2 separate regions of the Sus scrofa genome follow, and region 2 is linked to region 1. A link is a contact called in public Hi-C data. All regions are on one chromosome and are shown on one strand. The core of a region is the stretch at or near the end of the contact, and the rest is flanking DNA. Distances in the headings are between cores, read along the strand shown. Region 1 overlaps WWTR1 (WW domain-containing transcription regulator protein 1). Region 2 holds the start of COMMD2 (COMM domain-containing protein 2).

What was found. A called contact is a pair of places that touch in the nucleus more often than the background predicts.
Region 2: a contact with region 1 is called in a Hi-C map of liver, with 9 times the contacts expected there. The contact joins the promoter of COMMD2 here to the enhancer-like site in region 1. A contact is called at or near these places in 5 of 47 Hi-C or Micro-C datasets (embryonic fibroblasts, fibroblasts, liver and 1 more).

Annotation. Positions count from the first base shown.
Region 1 is chr13:89,792,912-89,799,801 of Sscrofa11.1, forward strand. All of the region lies in intron 4 of WWTR1 (WW domain-containing transcription regulator protein 1), which reads right to left. Among named protein-coding and RNA genes, the nearest start is that of WWTR1, 93 kb to the right of the region's middle. Within about 2 kb of position 2,615, at least 5 of the 83 cell types and tissues checked have an H3K27ac peak or open chromatin away from gene starts, as enhancers often do. A contact at or near this core is called in liver, where this site is marked.
Region 2 is chr13:89,966,172-89,973,220 of Sscrofa11.1, forward strand. COMMD2 (COMM domain-containing protein 2) reads right to left here and starts at 3,413. Exons shown (of 5, transcript XM_003132482.5): 1 at 3,252-3,413; 2 at 3,074-3,151; 3 at 1,681-1,763. The coding sequence starts at 3,318. It overlaps LOC102162381 (a long non-coding RNA gene), which reads left to right and starts at 3,490. Exons shown (of 3, transcript XR_001299763.2): 1 at 3,490-3,688; 2 at 3,853-4,021.

The sequences.
Region 1 (6,890 bases), core at 1,365-3,864:
GATTGAACCCGCAACCTCATGGTTCCTAGTTGGATTTGTTTCTGCTGCCCCATGACGGGAACTCCCAGATGTCAATGTTAGTGTGACTTAGAATGGTCAGATGAGAGTGTTTCTTATTTTCTCATTTTTTGCTGATTAGCATTTTCTAAAATGACCAAATAGTAATTATATTATATGGGGGAAAATAACATACTTGAATCTTGCTGCCTCAAATATGTTTTAGAATCTTATTTCTTCCTGTCTTTATTTATTTATTTTTTTAAACCAGGGAGAGGGGATGATCTTCCTGTCTTCAAAACACTTAATGAGAAAAGACCATGAAGGCTTTTGTTTTCCCAGCATCTTTTATGGTATTATTTTGCTGACTTCATCACGGAGAATTATTCAGAGTCAAGCGCGGTAGAACAGCTGTCCCTGACCACCAGCAACTGCAAAACACCCAGGGAATAAATTTAGACTTCCAGAGAGGAAGGAGAAATCAATTGTCCCGTTGATACGGGGTGGGAGAGGTAATGATCACACACAAGCAGGGACTCCATCACCAGAAGCCCCCAGGAGGAGATCAAAGCAAACTGTCCAAATGTCACTTGACACTTACCAATTTGGAACAAGTGGCTGAATGACAAACCATCCCAGAACCCCTCTGCCTAAAACTTTAACTGGGTGCAATTCTGCACAGCAAGGACGTTTCTGGGGGCAAACTACTGGAAGTCAGCCCACCGAGAGTACTGAAACTGTCCAAATTACTTTTAAAACTCTCAACAGAGGCCCAAAGCTTGGTGAAGAGATTAGACATCATTAGAAATAAATTAGTACATGAAAGTCATGCACACAAAGAAGGAACTAAGGAAAACCGTGACCTGGCCTTTACCTCTTTCCGAAGAGGCTCTGCACTTATTTGGGATAAGAGGCCCCCCTCCAGAATTTTTCAGGGGTTCGGGCCTACAGAAGCCTCACTCCTTGGCCACTTCTTTTCAGGTCACTCAAGTTAAAGGCTGGATTTCTGAGTGGGTTACTGCCAGTGATCATGATGGCGTTCTCCAATCACGGTGCTAAAGCACAGTTCTGTGGCGTTCCCATACCCGACAGATGACCACAGCCATCTGAGCCTTTGAAAACGGTGCTCGTTCCCAGGCCCCCTACAGGGTCTGAGGCAGAATTCCCCAGGGTTGGGGTCCAGGCAACATTCCTCCCAGTAGCTGCCCTTGACCATTCTTTCAGGAGCAATTAGGCTACTAGACTTGGAAGATGTATGGTTAACAAATGGTCAAATGGATCCACCCTGTGCTAGGCATGGACCCCCACTTGAAGAAACACTGATCTTAGAGACTAGAAAATGACTTGTTTGCCAAGGCAGACTGGGTCAGCTGCAGAAGCTTGACAATTCATGGCTTTGTCTACACTGCACAGGGCCTGGAGCCTTCTTCCCAACACCCCACCCTCCTCTCCCACCATAAAGAAAGCTCAAGACACCAATGGTTCTCCTTTTTTGCCCCTTTTGGCTATTATAAAACTAATATCACCATATTACAGAGAAAATTAAGGGGACCACCTCCAATTCAAAAGTCTTACTATAATCACTATCAATATCTAAAAATACATAATTGATTTGCTCAATACATTTATTCTACATGGCTGCTTATGTTAACACCAGAGCCAGATCCCTAACCCACTGAACGAGGCCAGGATCAAACCCGTATCCTCATAGACACTATGTCGGGTTCTTAACCCACTGAGCCACAAGAGGAACTCCCTGTTCTCTCTTTTTTTAATCAAGAAAAAAAAAATTTTTAATCTAGAACACCCCCTTTTGCCTGTGCCCACCAGTCTTCCTTTTTTTCCATAAAGAACCATTTTCCACTACAGCAATCCTACCCATCACTCCCACCCTGCCCCTTAAGTGGAGGTTTTACAGTTTGTCTCTGGGTTTCTGTGTGTATGTGCTTGTGTGTGTTAGGCTAATTTATGCTGCAGAAACCACAAAGTTCAAAAAGCAGTGAGACCATTGGAGCTGGAAAAATCACGGTAGCCAGATGTGTCTGCCACAAACTCACCACATAAATTTTATCAGAAAAAAAACTACTGGGAAAAGGAAATATTAAGATGGCCTACATATAAATCTGACTTTCAGCAAACTTTCAGGATACCTTTCTACAGGCTTCCAACAACACCCGGCTGAGGTGTCCCTTAGCTATTTTATTTGCTTTTGATAAAATGTCTTCAAGTGTCTTTGTACACTTCCTAGAGGGATGAATGAGCCAACTTTGCAAACTGAGCAAAGACAAGATTTTTCCATCTTGTCTTGAAAAGCATACCCTGTAAAAAAGAAAAAGAAAAAAAGACAGCAAGACAACCACACATGTGCTTATAATTTGAAATACAGATCAAGACAGACCCGGAGGAGAGACTCTGGCTTGGTGGATGGCACATCTTCAAAGGGGGAGTGTGTGTGTGAGTGTGTGATATTTTAAAAATTCCTATAGCATTAAAAATACACTCTGGCTGCACTTTACCAGAAGTTTCTAAACTGGCTAGGGCTGGCAGTCTGGTGAAGTTGTTACACAGTCTTTATTTTTCCTGTCCTGTCTGGGAGGAGACTGGCACCCCAGGTTGGGACCTTGTTCCAACAAAGAGGCCCGTTAATGTGTGACAGGGCCCAGCACACCATGGTTTATGATCGCCAGGATTATCACTGAAAAGGCAAAATTGTTACTTTCTCTGGTTGAAAACATTTTAAAATATGGAGAGGTTTTGTTTTGCTTTTGTTTGCTTGTTTGTTTGTTTTTTGTCTTTTTAGGGCCACACCCACAGCACTAGGGGTTCCCAAGCTAGGGGTCAAGTCAGCTTTAGCTGCCAGTCTATGCCACAACCACAGCAATGCCAGATCCAAGCTGCGTCTTCAACCTATACCACAGCTCACAGCAATGCAGGATCCCTCACCCACTGAGCAAGGCCAGGGATGGAACCCACATCCTCATGGATACCCGTCAGGTTCATTACCACTGAGCTACGACGGGAACTTCTGGAGAGATGTGAAGTTATTGCACAAGGTCAGTACTGTTGTGCTGAGAAATGGGAACACTTTGATGTTGTCATGCTTGCAGAGGGAGAAGTTTCTAAGTGAACCTTCTCTGCCCAAACTCACTGTGCTTGCTAGCTGGGGTTAAAGGTGATTTTTGCAACATGTAAGCAAACGTCGGAAAGATCACAGTTGCAGGATGCGAGGCTGGGTTTTCCTGAGGGAGGAGGAGGAGGACGGCTTCCTAATGGCACACACCACAGGCTCTTCCTCCCACCACACAGGGACCAGAAAAGTGAGGAAAAACCAAGCTACCAACTAATTATAATAGTTATAAAAATCCATTTCTTTGGGGGCTTTCTCTATGCCAGGTACCAAGGCATGGACTACCTAACTACTCAAAACAAATTTCATGGGGGAAAGACTATCATCATCACCTACTACAAATAAGGAAAATGAGACCCATGTTAAGCCCAAGAGAAACTGTTTTGACTCCAAGGCTTCCCATTAACCAAAAAGGTTCCGACTCTCCAACCCACCCCCATCACCACCCTAACAACCTAACTGATTTCCTTAGCAGGTTCCATTTTCCCCAAGCCCATTGTTTTATACACTATAATATGCCTGTGTAGAGTCCTTTTTTTCTTTTGGGCTGTGCCCACAGCATGCATAAATTTCCAGACCAGGGGATGAACCCTCACCACAGCAGTAACAACACTGCATCATTAACTGGTTGTGCCACCAGGGAACTCAGAATCCTTTTGTTTGTTTGTTTGTTTCATTTTTTTCCCACTCCTCCAAAAAAATTTAGTGGCTTTTTTTTTTTTCCGTCTTTTTTAGGGCCACATCTGCAGCATATGGAGGTTCCCAGGCTAGGGTTCAAATCGGAGCTGCAGCTGCCAGCTTCCACCAAGCCATAGCAACTTGGGATCTGAGCTGTGTCTGCTACCTACACCACAGCTTATGGCAATGCTGGATCCTTAACCCACTGAGCAAGGCCAGGGATCAAATCCATGTCCTCATGGATACAAGTCAGATTCGTTTCTGCCAAGCCACAACAGGAACTCCCCTGTAGTGGCTTTAAATAGTAATTAGTCATACCAACAACCCACTTAAAAGACATGAGACTCTGAGTAGTAGTATTATGAAAAAATATCAACTTTCATAGGTATAGAATTCCACCCAGTAAGCTCTCCTCTGCACTATCCAAAGTTCTCCAAGACCTTCCTCTCCCCTTCCATTCACTGTGTATCGCTAGGGACTCAGACTCAAAGGTGACCAATTTGCTCAGACAGAATTGAATTGGATAAAACCCGAAAGACAACCTCATTTGGTAAATACAAAAACAAAGATCTCAGTTAAAAATTAGACCAATCTCCTGTTGTGGAGCAGCAGAAACAAATCCAACTAGGAACCATGAGGTTGCAGGTTCGATCCCTGGCCTTGCTCAGTGGGTTAAGGACCCAGCATTGCCATAAGCTAGGTCACAGATGCGGCTCAGATCCCACATTGTTGTGGCTGTAGTGTAGGCCAGCAGCTGTAGCTCCAAATTGACCCTTAGCCTGGGAACCTCCACATGCCACCTGTGTGGCCCTAAAAAGCAAAAAACAAATAAAAATAAAAATAAATAAACAAAATTAGACCAAGCTTGAGATGGCTATTTGAAATAATCCCTCCAGAGGCTATTTCATTTCACTTCAGAATCTGAAAAGAGAGTTTAGACACAACAAATCTACTGTCCTACTGAGAGACAGGTGCCTTTTCACTAGATTCTGAGCAGCCTGACAAAAATATGCTCGCAAGATCACTCACAAAGAGACCTTCACAAAGTCACTCACTCCAGGATGCCTTTAAGTGATGGGTCTCTTCTCTCCCAATTAAAATATAATATGACTTACAGCCCACATTTCAGGAAAAGAGCTACTGAAAAAAATAAGATATCCACTGACAAGAAGTATCTGAGGGAAGGGGTGGGGGACTAAAACATCTCCACCAGGGGGTGCTATCCTCATTGAAAGTAAAAAACTAAGTTCCTAATTAATTTTTCTTTTCTTTTTTGGGCCGCACCCCCAGCATATGGAGATTCCCAGGCTAGGGGTCCAATTGGAGATGCAGCTGTCAGCCTACACCACAGTGACAGCAACGCCAGATCCTAGCCAAGTCTACGACCTATACCACAGCTTCACAGCAATGCTGGATCCTGAACCAACTGAGTGAGGCCGGGGATTGAACCTGCATCCTCATGGATACTGGTCAGATTCACTTCCGCTGACCCACAACGAGAACTCCTCATATTCCTAATTTAAAGCAATTTGCACTCTGACCAGCCTAAGATAAATCTCCTTTGTTTGTTGTTGAGAGCTTTTATGATGAATGATAAAACTGTCTTCAAATCTAACATTCTATAATTAAATAAAATATAAAATAAAACTTTTCTTTCCACATGGTTCATTATGTACCAAGAAGAGATCTACACACTTTACTTATAAACTCATACAACCTCCTCACACCATAAAAATAATCCCACTTTACAGCTATGGAAACTGAGACATAATTACATAATTTAGCGGGGTCACCAATTAGCAGAGCCAAGATACAAATTCTGACAGTCTAACTCCCAAGTCCCTGTCTCTAACCTACAGAAAAATGTAGAATCAAAATATAAGAAGATATATTGCTATGCCACTGCTTATACAACAGCTCTAGCTTATAAAAGGTACTAATTCCATCACCTGACAGTAATGTTCACTGTATTTTGACATCATTTTCATATGTACATAAAGACCTATCAGTGAAGAGGACTCATCATTTAAGTTCACTTACCTATCAGATATATTCCATTGAAAAGACCAAAATTCTAGATTTAAAGAGGGGAAGGAGAAGAAGGATCAACTCTTTCTTTGCAAGAAAAACAAATTGCAGTGATGTAAAACAGACATATAAATTTTGAGTCATGGAGTTCCCACTGTGGGATCAGCAACGTCTTCGGAGCACTGGGAAGCAGACTCGATCCCTGGCCGGGCACAGTGGGTTAAGATCTGCTGTTGCAGCAGCTGTGGCTTAGGTTGCAACTTTGGCTCAGATCTGATCCCTGGCCCAGGAACTCCATATGCCACCGGGGGGTGGCCAAAAAAGAAAAAGAAAAAAAAGAAAATTTTGTATCATATTCAAAATATTAACTTTATATGTATATATATGTTTACATATGTTAATGTATATGACATAAGCACAATATAAATCCACAGATGTATATCTCTTATTTCCAAAATAATGAAAATAAAATACCACATACTAAACCTTAAAAAAGAAAAAGTAGGAGGATCTGTTCTTTCTATTTTTAAAGACTGATAATAAAGAGTATAAACTGCAGGGAGAGCTACAGCTTGAAATAAAATATTCTGAGTAAATCATTTATTATTAGGACCATATCGTGACTCTCTAAATTATTTCTGATCTTGGGAGCTTACTTTGCATTCCCCATTATATTTCTATCCTTGGGACACATCTGTGATTCTTGAGAGGCTAACAACGCACTTTGTAACAGGCAAATACTCAAATATTACTGGAAACCCCCCAGAATGTGTGTCTTGAGAAATTTATTGCCCCGACTTATTAGAAATCTGGAAGGTAAGGTATTTTATTCAAACACAGGTAACTTGTTTCAGACATTCAGAATACAAAATAAACTTAAGCAGCAACTGGGCTTTTAGTGGGGGTGGGGTGGGGGTGGGGGGGCAGCCTCACATGTGCCTTCAGTTTTTAACATTTACATTCAAAGTCCTTTTAATTCAGTCCACTTCATATTTATCGCACAATTTTCAAAAACTAGGGAAATTACATGAGAACATAAACAACAATATTCACTCCAATA
Region 2 (7,049 bases), core at 2,163-4,662, 170 kb after region 1:
TACAGAGGTTCCCAAGCTAAGGGTCAAATCAGAGCTGTAGCTGGCAGCCTTCGCCACAGGTACAGCAATCTGAGCTGTGTCTGCACCCTCACCACAGCTCATGGCAACTCAGGATCCTTAACCCACTGAGTGAGGCCAGGGATCGAACTTGTGTCCTCATGGACACTAGTAGGGTTCGTTAACCACTGAGCCACAACAGGAATTCCAATACTCTACTTTCTTTGCTCTTTTCCAATTCCTGCATTCCACCCTTTTCTTTTTCAAGTTTGCTAATGTCATTAGGCTTGTTTCTGTTTATATTAGCAAAGGCTTAGGTATTTTATCCCTTCAACAGTATTTTCTGAGATCCTATTATGGGATAGATCTCCTGCTAGGAAGACAGAGCTAAACAAAACAAATGGGCTCAGTACCTTTATGGAGAAGCTTATGGTCCTTGGGGCCAGGCAGTTAGGTTAGCTGACCAATCACACCAGGTAATCTATCAGAAGATTCAACTTAACTAAGCCAAAGAGCAAGAGGCTAGAGATATATTATCAGGAGGGGAGAACAGCCCGGGAGAGCTCTAGATAGGGCCAGAGAGGATCACTGAGGGCAGCAAAAATGAGTTTCCCATATTAACTGATGGAACATGGATTTATGGAACAAGGCATTTGCTGTGAACCACCTCTAAGTGTAACACTCTAGGAAACCTCTCAAATCACTTCCAGCATTAGGATGTGCTATCAAAATGCTGAGCCTCTAGTGTAGGTTCCCAAATTTACCTGATCTTAAAAATCACCTGAAGCATCTTGGAAAAACATTAATTCTCAAGCCCCTCCTCTGGAAAGCATGACTCAGTAGGTTTGAGGTAGGAATCAGGAATCTCTGCTAACAAGGGTCACTCGTGATTTTTACAGAAAGGTAAGTTAAAGAAACACTAGAATGAATAATTAAGTTAAGCCCCATGTAGCCAGCTGTAGTTTTTCAAATATTTTTTCTATTAAGAACATGTAGAAATAAAGACTGGTACAAGATCCCTAAGCTAGTAATAAGGAAGGGGAAGGTAATACTTTTTAAAAAATGGGAAAAATACTTTATTAAAGTATAAACAGAATTGCTAAAATGCCCAGTTTTCTCTCCTATTCTCCAACAAGCCAGAAACTGATAATATACAAAAAATTAAATCATTTTATTCTCCCTCATCTTAGGATATATACTATAGTATATGGTTAATAGCATGCAAAATTAGAGGCAATTCTAATTTATACTAACAAAAGGTTTTCATACCAGCAGATCAACTTATAGTCAGATTGTTTAGGTATAACTTCACTAAATCAATTATAAACCAGTAACCTTACTGAAATAGGTAGATCCTGCCAGGACAGATGTAAAGTACACTGAGTCTGGAGTTCCCGTCGAGGAATCACGAGGTTGTGGGTTCCATCCCTGGCCTTGCTCAGTGGGTTAAGGATCCAGCGTTGCCGTGTGCTGTGGTGTAGGTTGAAGATGCAGTCGGATCCCACATTGCTGTGGCTGTGGTGTAGGCCAGCAGCTACAGCTCTAATTAGAGCCCTAGCCTGGAAACCTCCATATGCCACGGGAGTGGCCCTAGAAAAGGCAAAAAGACAAAAAAAAAAAAAAAAGGTACACTGAGCCTTCTTAAGATCTAGGTAATACAAAACAGTCCATAGAATCCCTTACCATGAGCTTTGAGCTTTCAGTGAGGAGGTATATTAATCCTTCCACACCATGCTGTACAGTGTCACTACTCACACCAAGTTTTCCTGAAAAACAGGAAAAGTGAGCAAGTAAAATATGTGGCATTTACTCGTTTATTCAAACTCTTAAGAATAAATATTATCTGTTATTCCATGTTTTCAAAGACTGCAGTAAAATATGAGTTAGTAACAGCCTCCTGTTCATTTAGGAGGCTGTTCATTCTCCACTCCCAGTCAAATGCCTTCTGTATTTCCCACCACATAACTTTCTTTACAAAATGCAAACCTGTGAAGACAATACCAGGCGCATAGTCCTTCTCTTGAGTGCACAGCTACTTCAAGCCTGGCAGAAGGGACAATGTCAGAAACCACCCTTCCTCTGGGTGCGGGGTAGGGGGAGGCAGGAAGGAATACTTCAGCAAAAGCAGATGTTTGAACAATTAATAATAACCCACTCCTGGGTATATATCCTGAAAAACTATAATTAAAAAAGATAATGCACCCCTATGTTCATAGCAGCACAATTCACAATATCCAAGACATGGAATCAACCTAAATGTCCATCGACAGATGAATGGATTAGGAAGATGTGTGACATACACACAATGAAATACTACTCAGTCATAAAAAAGAATGAAATAATGCCATTTGTAGCAACATGGATGCAATTAGAGATTCTTATACTAAGTCAAAAAGTGAAAGACAAATACTATGTGATATCCCTTATATGTGGAAGCTAAAATATGGTACAGATGAACCTACCTACGAACAAAAACAGACTCACAGACATGGAGAATAGACTTGTGATTGCCACGGGTGGGAATGGAGGGAATGGGATGGAGCAGGAGTTTGTGGTTAGCAGATGCAAATTATTACACTTAGAATGGATAAGCAATGAGGTCCTGCCACACAGCACAGAGAACTATATCCAATCACTTGTGCTAGAACATGATGGAAGAAAACATGAGAAAAAGAAAATACATAATTGGGTCACTTTGCTGTACAGCAGAGGTTGACGTAACATTGTAAATCAATTATACTTTAGTAAAAAATTTAAAAAACCTAATAATAACTAAACACTTGCATATTTATGGTTCACCCATCGATTCCACACACTTGGGTGCGTTTAAGCAACGGTAACTCTGGCAGATGGTATGTCTATTTACACCTGATGAAATCGACTTAATACAAGCTTTAAAAAACAATACTTAGAGGACCGGCAGGATTTGCGCCCTAACGGAAGAGCCTTTCTGTTTTATTCTGCTACAACGGGAATAAACCCTTAGATTCTCAATAATCCTTTCGTCTCCAGGGCAACAGAAAACGGCCCGCACTTCCCCGCGCAGTTTGCAAGGTTGCACCTTTCCCTTTCTTACTCGCAGCGCCTTCGTAGATCTTGGGGTTCGAGCCTCGCCTCAGGAACTCCACCGCAATTCGCCCAAACTCGGCGACCACTGCAACGGAAGCCAGGAGACCGTGAGGTTCCCCCCGCCCCACGACACCGATCCCCTCCCCAAAGCGCAGAGCACCACCCTCTGCCGCCTCGCCCTTGACCTGCGCTGTCCACTTGCGGCAGGAAGGCAAGATGCTCCTTATGTTCCTCGGACAGGTCAAGCAGCATCTTCACCGGTATGCGGATTTCAACCCGCAGCACTATCCCCGCCCTCGCCACTTCCGGGCCTTCTGTCCAAACGTAAAGAGACTCCGGCGCCTCAGCGTCCCCGAGCTTTGAGTTCCGGCTTTCGGCAGTCCTACTCGCAAACTTCTGCCGCGGTGCATACTGGGATCAGAGGGTTCTTCTGTTCTCAAATGAGAGGTCCTCTGCTGGGCGCAGGATGCTAGGCTCTGTGGAGGATGAAGAGAAGTTTAAAATTCGACACGCCCCCTTGTGGCGCTTACATTAATAAGGTCAATCGCTAACATTAAGTACTATGTCAGGAAATGTTCTTTACATATATTAACTTATTTAGAGTTCCCAAGAACCTTATGAGGTAAGTACCATTATTGTTCCCTTTAGATGAAAAGGAAACTGCGAGACAGGCCAAGCAACTGAAAGTAACTTTTATAGAGTTATTAGTTTCCACGGAGTTTTTGTGTATGTTATATTGATCTATCTCATTTAATGCGCTCAGTAGCCATGGCATTGTTTGTACAGGTGGATCGTTTTTACAGCGTGGGATATCATTTGTTCAGATGAAGAATCGAAGCTCCAAAGATTACGTTATAAGCCAGTGACAGAGCTGAAAGAAGGTCAGATCCCTTGATCACATGCTCCAAAATTCATCATTCTACACAGCAGGCTGAAAGCTGAAGGTTTGTAACAGGTTTGTATCAGAACTTGATAAAGATGAGGAAGAAAGTAGGCCAATGACTATGCTTCTCTTTAATGTCATGTGTTGAGGATAGTGTGAGAATTCAGTTCCTTTCCCAACTCACTCTTCCCATCTGCTGTGGTTTTAAATATAAGAAACTACACTACAGAATTGCTCATCGATAGGAATGTGACTCTTCAAATATCACCCTCTTGATGGCGGAAAGGGTAGGGGAAAAGAGAGACTTCACATCTGTGGTTATATCTAAGGATTGAGACAGCTTTCTATACTTCAAGTCTCCTGAGCAGAAGTGAACGTTGGAAGAGTTTTTTTTTTTTTTTTTTTTTTTTTTTTAGCTCTGCTCTCTGTGTCTACCTCATCCCTCACATCTGACTGAAACTGAAATTGTCTCCTCCACTGGGGTATAGAAAGGCAGGTCCTTAATCTTGTTAGGTCTTGAAGAGCATTTGCAGAGAGAGCACAATTTTTACTTAGACTATAAGTTGCAGATAAGCAAAAATGGCTTTTTTTTTTTTTTTTGACTTTTTGTCTTTTCTACGGGCGCACCTGAGGCATATGAAGGTTCCCAGGCTAGGAGTCCAATCGGAGCTGTAGCCTCCAGCCTACGCTACAGCCACAGCAATACCAGATCTGAGCCGATCCTGCAACCCACACCACAGCTCACGGCAACACCGGATCCTTAACCCACTGAGCAAGGCCAGGAATCGAACCCGCAACCTCATGGTTCCTAGTTGGATTCGTTAACCACTGAGCCATGACGGGAACTCCAAAAATGGCATTTTCTGAAGAAGGTTTTGTTTGTGCATTGAGAAAATTCCCATTGTATGGGGAATAAGGAATGCTGAATTGAGTCTACAAATGGGTATAATATTATGCCAATATGATATAGCATTTCTTCCCTGTGATTTCAAGGACTGAATTGGGAGTGATGAGGGGAGAATGAAGGTAGGAAATAAGGATTAACAGAATGGGTTGGTCAAGGACAGTAGTCAGAAATTCAAGTTATAGCTAGGGGAAATCAGCCCCTCTACATATCCCTAGGATAAGGTATAGAGTGATTTTCCATTACCAGGTGTCATGTAGTTGTTCAGAGGTAATTACCTGAGTAAAAAATTGAAAGTATATATTCCAAATCTGGCTCTGACACTGACTACCTAGAGGGCCTCTGATAAGTTGTTTTTATATGTTATAAATTTAGCCTCTTCATATGTAAAATGGGTTTTTTAATGATGACTGTCTTTCTGTGCCATGCAGGGCTGCTATGATGCTCAGATGAATTAATAAAATTATATTAAGAAATTGATTTTGATGAAGCAAATTAATGATTTGTAAACTGAAACATTTATATTTTATAGGAGCAGATTTTGTATGCACAAGTCATTGAGAATTCTGTGTGCACAATCATCCTAAAATCTATTCATTTACTTAAACAAATATTTATAGAGCAATTAATCAGAGGCTTAAGCATATGCTATGCCTTGTCAATTTGAAGATGAATAAAACAAGGTCTTTGCCCTCTAGGAGATGAGAGTAAAGTGAAGGAAACAGTCAAGTAATTTCAGTACAGTGTGATGAGTGGTAATACCTAAGTGATTTACATATGACCTGGAGCAAAGAGAAGATGACAATTAACTTTGATTTCAATAAGATTCAGGCTCAGAATAAATGTCTCTTGGTATCCTGTCTATGTTGATAATAATGCTTTACAACTGTTTAATAATATAAGAAAATAAGACTTTAATGTTACTGAATGCTATCTTACTTGGGGTAATATGGTAAAGAATAAATACTTTGCATACTTTCAGTTGTTTCTGACAGGGAACAAGGCTTGATATCAGTTGTCCTCTCATGTTCTTTTCTTATCATCCTCTACCTCATCCACCTTTCTTTTCCCTCATAATGCCCCATATTTCTTTCTCCTTCTTAGGCATTCTAGCCCCAGAATCTTTGCACCAGGCATTTCCTTGGTTGTGTTTTAATGATAAGTGAAATAGTATCATTCCCTGCTAGGAATCACAGTTCAATTCAGTCTACTGTCAAGGGTATTGTACCACCCATCACTCACATGAACTGCCTTCTCATGAGTCTGAGGCTGGCACCAAATGCATGAATTAGCTCCTGTGATTTTTTTTTCATTATTTGTTAACTTTTTCAATTTGAAGAGAAAATGCATACAGACAAAAGGGTGCACATTTTAAAAAATATTCCTTATTGAATTTTCTCAAATTTAACACACCTATTAACCCAGATCAAGAAAGAGAATGTTACCAATTCCCCAGAATCTCGCTGGGCCCTCTTCCAGTCACTATCCCCTTACTGTCCCTACAGTGAATTAATACCTATATACATGCTGCCTTACAACATCTCTCTAGCATCATCTTTGTATTTTCTTTTGTATTAAACTTCTAAGTGCCCTAATCCATAATATCAAATGAGAAACCTAGAGGTATTTTTAAAATTTTTATTGAAGAACAGTTGATTTATAATGTGTTAGTTTCAGGTGTACAGAAAGTGAATCAGTTATACATATTCCTTTCTTTTTCAGATTCCTTTCTCATGTAAGTTATTACAGCATATTAAATAGATTTCCCTGTGCTATACAATATGTCCTTGTTGGTTATCTATTTTATATATAATAGTGTGTCTATGTTAATCCCAAATTCCTCATTTATCCCTTCCCCACCACATTTCCCCTTTGGTAACCACAAGTTTATTTTGAAATCTGTGAGTCTGTTTCTATTTTGTAAATAAGTTCATTTGTGTCATTTTTTTTTTTTTTTTTGTCTTTTGTCTTTTAGGGCCGCACCCGCGGCATATAGAGGTTCCTAGGGGTGTAATTGGAACTGTAGCCGCCGGCCTACGCCAGAGCCACAACAACACGGGATCCGAGCTGTGTCTGCAAACTACACCACAGCTCACAGCAACACCAGATCCTTAACCCACTGAGCAAGGCCAGGGATTGAACCCGCAACGTCATGGTTCCTAGTCAGATTTGTTAACCACTGCACCACAACAGGAA